Linked DNA regions of Mus musculus: region 2 is linked to region 1. A link is a contact called in public promoter capture Hi-C data. All regions are on one chromosome and are shown on one strand. The core of a region is the stretch at or near the end of the contact, and the rest is flanking DNA. Distances in the headings are between cores, read along the strand shown.

Region 1 (3,460 bases), core at 560-3,059:
CTCCTGAGTCAGAACGTGGGGGAGTCCTCACGTTGTGGGTCTTTCACATGCGTGTGTGCATGCTTGAATCCCTCCATCTGTCTGTCATCTGTCTGTCTGTCTGTGTGGTATATGCATGTGTATGTTCATGTGCCATAGTGCTCCTGTCTAGTGGAACTCTCTTTCTGTGCCCTTCCCCCAGCCCTGAGCAGGCTAAATAGACTTTAAGTGTTTGCCCCAGTTGGTCTTCCTCCGACCTAGGGTGGAGTCTCCTGCCTTGCCTCCTCTGCGGTTTCCTACAGGAACACAATCCAGCTGAAACAAAGGACGGGTCTGTGGGTTTTCCCTATATAAACACAGAGCTGAATATTAAACTTTGAGCTTTGATCAGAAAACTTTGTCTTGGCTTCATCCTTCTCTTATCTCTGCCCCATCCTTTTTCATTTCCAGCCTCCCTTTCAGGTACCCAGTTCATCCATGGCTGCTGGACGGCTACATCTTTCCACTGTATGGATCCTGGGAACCAAACTCTGGTTGTCAGGTTAGGTACTGAGTCCCTTTACCTGCTAAGTCATCTTGTCGTCACTCACCTTCTTTGAAAATATTTTTTTTTAGATTTATTGATGTTATATGTTTTACCTTCATGTATGTGCATGCACCACGTGTGTGCTGAGTGACCTCAGGAGTCAGAAGGCACCAGATCCCCTGGGACTGGACTTATGGATGGTCCAGTCCTGGCTCTTGTCTCCCCAATGTTATCATTGTTCCTTTCCTATTTTAAAAATTACTTTTTTGGTGTGCACCTAGAGTAATGGGTCTTTTATGACGTTTTCTTTATACTTTAGCCCAGTCCATCTGCTCCTGCCTGAACGTGTTCTTGAGTTAGTTTGCCTAAATTTGATTGATTGGTTGTTGTTGTTCCTGTGTCCAAGGAAGTTGGACTATAATTTCCTTTCTTCGTTTCTTCTTCTGGTTTTGGTACCAGGGAAGTGCTGCCTTCATCGATGCATTTGGTGGTGTTCCCACTGTTCCTGCTTTGTGGACCAGCTCCAGTGTTTGCTTCTCTGTGCTTACCTCTTATGATGGTTTGTATGTGCTTGGGTCAGGGAGTGGCACTATTAGGAGGTGTGGCCTTGTTGAAGTAGGTGTGTCACTGTGGGCGTGGGCTTAAGACCTCATCCTAGCTGCCTGGAAGCCTGTATTCTGCTAGCAACCTTCAAATGAAGATGGAGAACTCTCAGCTCCTCCTGCACCATGCCTGCCCAGATGCTGCCATGCTCTTGATGATAATGGACTGAACTTCTGAACCTGTAAGCCAGCCCCAATTAAATGCGATTAAATTAAATAAGCCAGTCCTTATAAGAGTTGCCTTGGTCATGTTGTCTGTTCACAGCAGTAAAACCCTAAGCCTTTTGTTTTCTTGGGTTTTGGTGTTTTGGTTTTTGAGACAAGATTTTCCTGTGTAGCCATAGCTGTCACTCTGTACACCAGGCTGGCTTCAAACTCACAGAGATCCTTCTACCTCTGCTTCCCAAGTGCTGGGTCTGAAGGTGTGCACTACCACTGCTCAGCTATTGGGAGGCTCTTCATTTCTGTTTTAATTTCATTGATGATTGTGGATCTGCTTAAGCTGTCTCCCCAACTATTACTTTATTTAACCATGTATAAACTACACACACACACACACACACACACACACACACACACACACACACGCAGCCCTGCTCCATGTCAGAGCTCCCAGTCACCCCCAGTTATGAGGTGATAAGAAACCAGGAATGGTGGTGTCCCTGGGCTGACACTGACCTTTGGCCCTACAGTTCATCTCCAACAAGAGTGTGGCGCACTGGCTGGCACTCACGGGCAACAGTGAGACTTCAGTCCTAGGCAGCTTGGCTTGCCTCTGAAGTTAACAAATAACTAACTGGATTTAAAAACTGAAAACAATTTAGTGGTTGGGGAAATGAGTCATTGTTAAGTCACTGCTCTTGCAGTGGATCCGGGTTTGGTTTTTAGCATCAAAGTAAACCGTCTGTTACTCCAGCACAGGCAGGGGTCTTGGTGGCTCCTTCTGGCCTCCATGGACACCCACATGCATGCATAGACATGGGGTGTATCCTGTTTTGTTTTGTTTTTCTAGGGTGAGAGGAGAAACTCTATGGACAAACCCAGTTTTCCACTATGACAAGTTATGAAATCAAACTTTCTGCATCTAAGCGCAGCGGGTGAGCCTTGATCTGGGAAACAAGGAAGGAAGAATTATCTTTTAGGATACGAACCCAGCAAGGTCCCTGTGAGTTTGAAGCCAGCCTAGTCTATAGAGCTAGTTCCAGGACATTAAAGACTATATAAACAAACCCTGTTCAAAACAACAACAACAACAACAACAACAACAACAACCAAAACTGAACCAAATTAACCAACCAAACACCACCAAATCCACCCACACACTTCACATCTGGCAGAAGTATTCACCCTTTAGAGCACTCTTGTTTGGCATAGTATTGCAGCCCAGTGTTTGTGTATGTGTATGTGTGTGTGTGCACAGGGTTTATGTGCACAGTGTGTGCGCACAGTATGTGTGTGCACAGTATGTGTGCACAATGTATGTGTACACAGGGTATGTGTGTATATGTGAGTATATGTGTGTATAGTTTGTGTGTGCACAGTGTGTGTATACAATGTGTGTGTGCACAGGACATGTGTGAACAGGGCATGTGTGCACAGTGTGTGTGCACAGGATATGAGTGCATAGTGTATGTGTACACTATTGTCTAATTCACACCCCATTGACTCAGTTACTTCGTGAATAATTCTATTTATTTTCCAAAAATGAGGGTAGCCTGAAGTTACTTCAAGTTTTCCATCTATCAAAGGAGGGAGCCCCTGAGGGCCAATGAGACTGACCCACCAGCAGCCCTCCACTCCTCAGCTGGCTAGACACCTGTTATATCTTCTCGGTTTAATCTTGATAGGTCTCATGAGTCTAGAAATTTATTAATTTCATCTAAGTTTTCCAGTTATTTGGAATATAATATTTTTAAAGTCCTCGAGATTCTTTATGTTTTATTAGACTCTGCAATAACATCTCTTCATTGTTTAAAAAAAAACAAAATGCCAGATGTTTGACTTACCAAATGAAGATTCAGGAGCCAGATGCTGGGTGAAAACCTGCAAGCCCTGAGAGACAGAGAAAGCACCCCACTGACCTCCTTATTCCACTGACTTCCCAGAAGGAAAAGGCTTTTTCTTCTCCACCCTGTCTTAAATACCCTTCGACTCAAAGACTCTCCTCTCTGCTTCCTTATGCTTGCTCCTTGGCAACTCTTGACCTAACACTGATTATATTTAATCCTGTTTGTTTTGTTTCAGACCCTGGCCAAGGCATTGAGGTGCATATCTTACATACTAAAGCTGACCTGGCCTCCAGGTTCTCCCAGCATCCTTCAGTCCTTACCTGGCATACCTTGAACTTTCTGGG
Region 2 (3,460 bases), core at 310-2,809, 1.5 Mb before region 1:
AACTTAAAGACAGTCTGGGTCTATTTAGCAAGCTCCAGACCAAGGCTTATAATGAGTCCAGATCTTATCGAAACAAACAGAAGGTGAGGAGGATAGGGCTGAGGAGGAAGGGGGGAGGAGGAGGAGGAGGAGGAAGAGGAAGAGGAAGAGGAGGAAAAGGAAGCTAAGGATATATAGCTCAGCCATAAAGTGCTTGCCTGACTCATAATTTCATTTAGTTTCATTTTCTTTTCTTCCTCTTCCCACCATTTTCTCTCTTTGCACCATTTTCTCTCTTTTTCAAGTAAGCCAGGCTGATCTTGAACACCTGATTCCCCCTGCCTCCACTTCCCAAATGCTGCATTATAGTCATGAACCACCACACTGACCTATAGCTTCCTAGACTGTGAGTGGAGACCCCCTATGGACACCTAAGTGATTGTATGGGTGTGCAAGACATTTGGTGGCAGCAGAAGTTTTCTGGACACGCAGACTCCAAAACCGAATTCAAAGTCAAACATGAAATGAATCTGACGTGTTTCTGACCACATGTGCCTGTGTTGTATCACGGGCCTCGGTAGTCTTGCTTTTGAACACATGGCACGCTAGTGTACTACCGTGCATGCCGTCAGGCCACAGTAGCACATCTATAGAGTGTATTATGTTAGAATGTTTGCTTTGTTGTCGTCCTGGCTGAACCGGAATTTACTATGTAGATCAGGCTAGCCTCAAACTCATGCCTATTCTTCTTGGGTGCTGGGATTAAAGGTGTTTACCACTATACCCATAGGACATTTGCTTTTTTTTTTTTTTTTTTTTTCGAGACAGGGTTTCTCTGTGTAGCCCTGGCTGTCCTGGAACTCACTCTGTAGACCAGGCTGGCCTCGAACTCAGAAATCCGCCTGCCTCTGCCTCCCGAGTGCTGGGATTAAAGGCGTGCGCCACCACGCCCGGCGGACATTTGCTTTTTTAAAGTGTTATTTGTGTTGTTGACTTAAGTTTTATTGAAAGAAAGAAAGAGAGAGAGAGAGAGAGAGAGAGGAAGGAAGGAAGGAAGGAAGGAAGGAAGAAAGAAAGAAAGAAAGAAAGAAAGAAAGAAAGAAAGAAAGAAAGAAAGAAAGAAAGAAAGATAGATCATTGAATGATAGATCAGGTATGAAGGCATCTATCTTTAACCCCAACACTCAGGAGCAAAGGCAGTCAGTTTTCTGTGAATTGAAGACCAGCCTGGTCTAAATAGCAAATTCCAGGTCAGTCAAAAGTACATGGTAAGATCCTGTCTCCAAAGTAAATAAATGACCATTGACTAAATTTTAGCTTAAGATTAGGATAGAATTTCTAACAATTTTTGAAATTGCCATTTTGTAGTATGTATTATACAAAATGTCATCTCAGCGTTGACAACTAAAAAAAAAATCAAAATATCAGTCAGCTGTGAAAAACAGGAAGCTACTCTATGCCCTGGAGTATGAAATATTCAGCCAAAGGGACGTGGCTCGGTTGGTGGAGTACTGGAAGCCATCCCCAGTGCCATAAACACTGGGAGCAGCAACACATGCCTGCAGCCCCAGAATCAGGGATGCAGAGACAAGATCAGAATTTCACATTCATTCTCAGCTAAGCAAGTACTCTATTACCACAGCTGCATCCCAACCCTCTAGTTCAAGGTCAGCCCCAGCTAAGATAAACAGTATAATAAAATAGAAAGCAGTCAAAGGTAGTCAAAGTTCCTTTCATATCAGTATGTCCTCCTGTTTGTTTATTTTGAGATGGAATCTTTCTCTGGAGTCTGGGCTGGCCTCACACTCACAGAGATCTTCCTGTCTCTGCCTCCGTAGTGCTGGGACTAAAAGTGTGTGCCACCAGGCCCTCCCTCTCTTGTTTATTTTTGGGGAATTGTCTTAAGTCGCTCTTTGTTGCTGAGAGAAAACACGCAAGCAGGGAAACCTGAAGGTTTAATTTCACTTGAGCTTCAGAGGCCTAAAATCCATGTTGGCAGAATGAAGGGTGATTGAAAGTCACATCTGGAACCCGGAACAAAGAGGAAGAGAGAGAACATTAGGGAGGGTGGGGGATTTTACTTTTTTTTTTTTTTTTCTTCAAGACAAGGTTTCTTTCTCTGTATAGGCCTGGCTGTCCTGGAAATCACTTTGTAGACCAGGCTGTCTTCGAACTCAGAAATCTGCCTGCCTCTGCCTCCCGAGTGCTGGGATTAAAGGCATGTGCACCATGCCCGGCAAAAGATTTTTTTTATTATATGTAAGTATGGACATGGTGGTACACGACTTTAATCCCAGCACTCAGGAGGCAGAGGCAGGCAGATTTCTGAGTTCGAAGACAGCCTGGTCTACAAAGTGATTTCCAGGACAGCCAGGGCTACACAGAGAAACCCTGTCTCGAAAAACCTAAAAAAAAAAAAAAAAAAGATATGTAAATACACTTTAGTTGTCTTCAGACACACTAGAAGAGGGCATCAGATCTCATTATGGATAGTTGTGAGCCACCATGTTGTTGCTGGGATTTGAACTCAGGACCTTCAGAAGAGCTGTCAGTGCTCTTAATTGCTGAGCCATCATTCCAGCCCAGTGGGAGGCTTTTGAAACCCCCTGACCCACCCCCAATGACACACCTCCTCCAACAAGGCTACATCTCTTAAGCCTTCCCAGTTTCACCAGCTGGGGACCAACTGTTCAAACTTGAGCCAATGGGACCTGTTGTCATTCGAACCACATGAGAATGCTTGGCTGGAGTCAGAAATGCCACCTGAAAGCTCTCATGCACAGGCTTGGCTGCTGATCTTTAGGAAGTGACAAGATCTTTTTTTTTTTTTTTTGGTTTTCAAGACAGGGTTTCTCTGTATAGCCATGGCTGTCCTGGAACTTGCTTTGTAGACCAAGCTAGCCTCGAACTCAGAAATCCACCTGCCTCTGCCTCCCAAGTGCTGGGATTAAAGGCGTGTGCTACCACCACCCAGCCTAAGTGACTAGATCTTAAGGACTCTGACTTCATACATAGATTAATCAACTGGTAGTTGTAATTTTTAATGTTTTTAAACCTTTTTTTTAATGGTAGTTCATAAATGCTATAACCTCTCTTGTAGCCCACCACCTACCCGAGGTAGTGGGAAAGAAAGGATATGTTTAGAAAAATTCCCTGGGGCAACTCCTGTCTGTGTTGTCTGGAAATCGGCAGTTCAGTTCAAGGGTCAGCAGCAGCAGCTCGAGCCACTTGCAAACACTTCATGAATACATAGTTTGATAGTCCAGTTTGATAGAGTTGGGATATTAACACGCAGTGGTGGCACTACCTAGCAGAGACAGCCAGGCCTCAGCTTTGGCACGAGTCAGCAGGAGGGACTAGCAGGAAAGCCAGGAGAAGTTCTCCACATACACCCAGAAACAACAGTACCAATGGACCCAAACCTCTTTCACCATACTGGAAACAGCCTGAAACTCACTCCGTACACCAGGATAACTCACTC

What was found. Promoter capture Hi-C pulls out the DNA fragments that hold promoters and counts their contacts.
Region 2: a contact with region 1 is called in a promoter capture Hi-C map of liver, with 2.7 times the contacts expected there. The contact joins two enhancer-like sites. A contact is called at or near these places in 1 of 39 promoter capture datasets (liver), 1 of 484 Hi-C or Micro-C datasets (B cells) and 1 of 115 datasets of contacts at active chromatin or transcription factors (large pre-B cells).

Annotation. Positions count from the first base shown.
Region 1 is chr10:127,149,135-127,152,594 of GRCm38.p6, reverse strand. No RefSeq gene overlaps it. Among named protein-coding and RNA genes, the nearest start is that of Gm51819, 9.2 kb to the left of the region's middle. Within about 2 kb of position 1,809, at least 62 of the 459 cell types and tissues checked have an H3K27ac peak or open chromatin away from gene starts, as enhancers often do. A contact at or near this core is called in liver, where this site is marked.
Region 2 is chr10:128,600,875-128,604,334 of GRCm38.p6, reverse strand. No RefSeq gene overlaps it. Among named protein-coding and RNA genes, the nearest start is that of Erbb3, 13 kb to the right of the region's middle. Within about 2 kb of position 1,559, at least 18 of the 459 cell types and tissues checked have an H3K27ac peak or open chromatin away from gene starts, as enhancers often do. A contact at or near this core is called in liver, where this site is marked.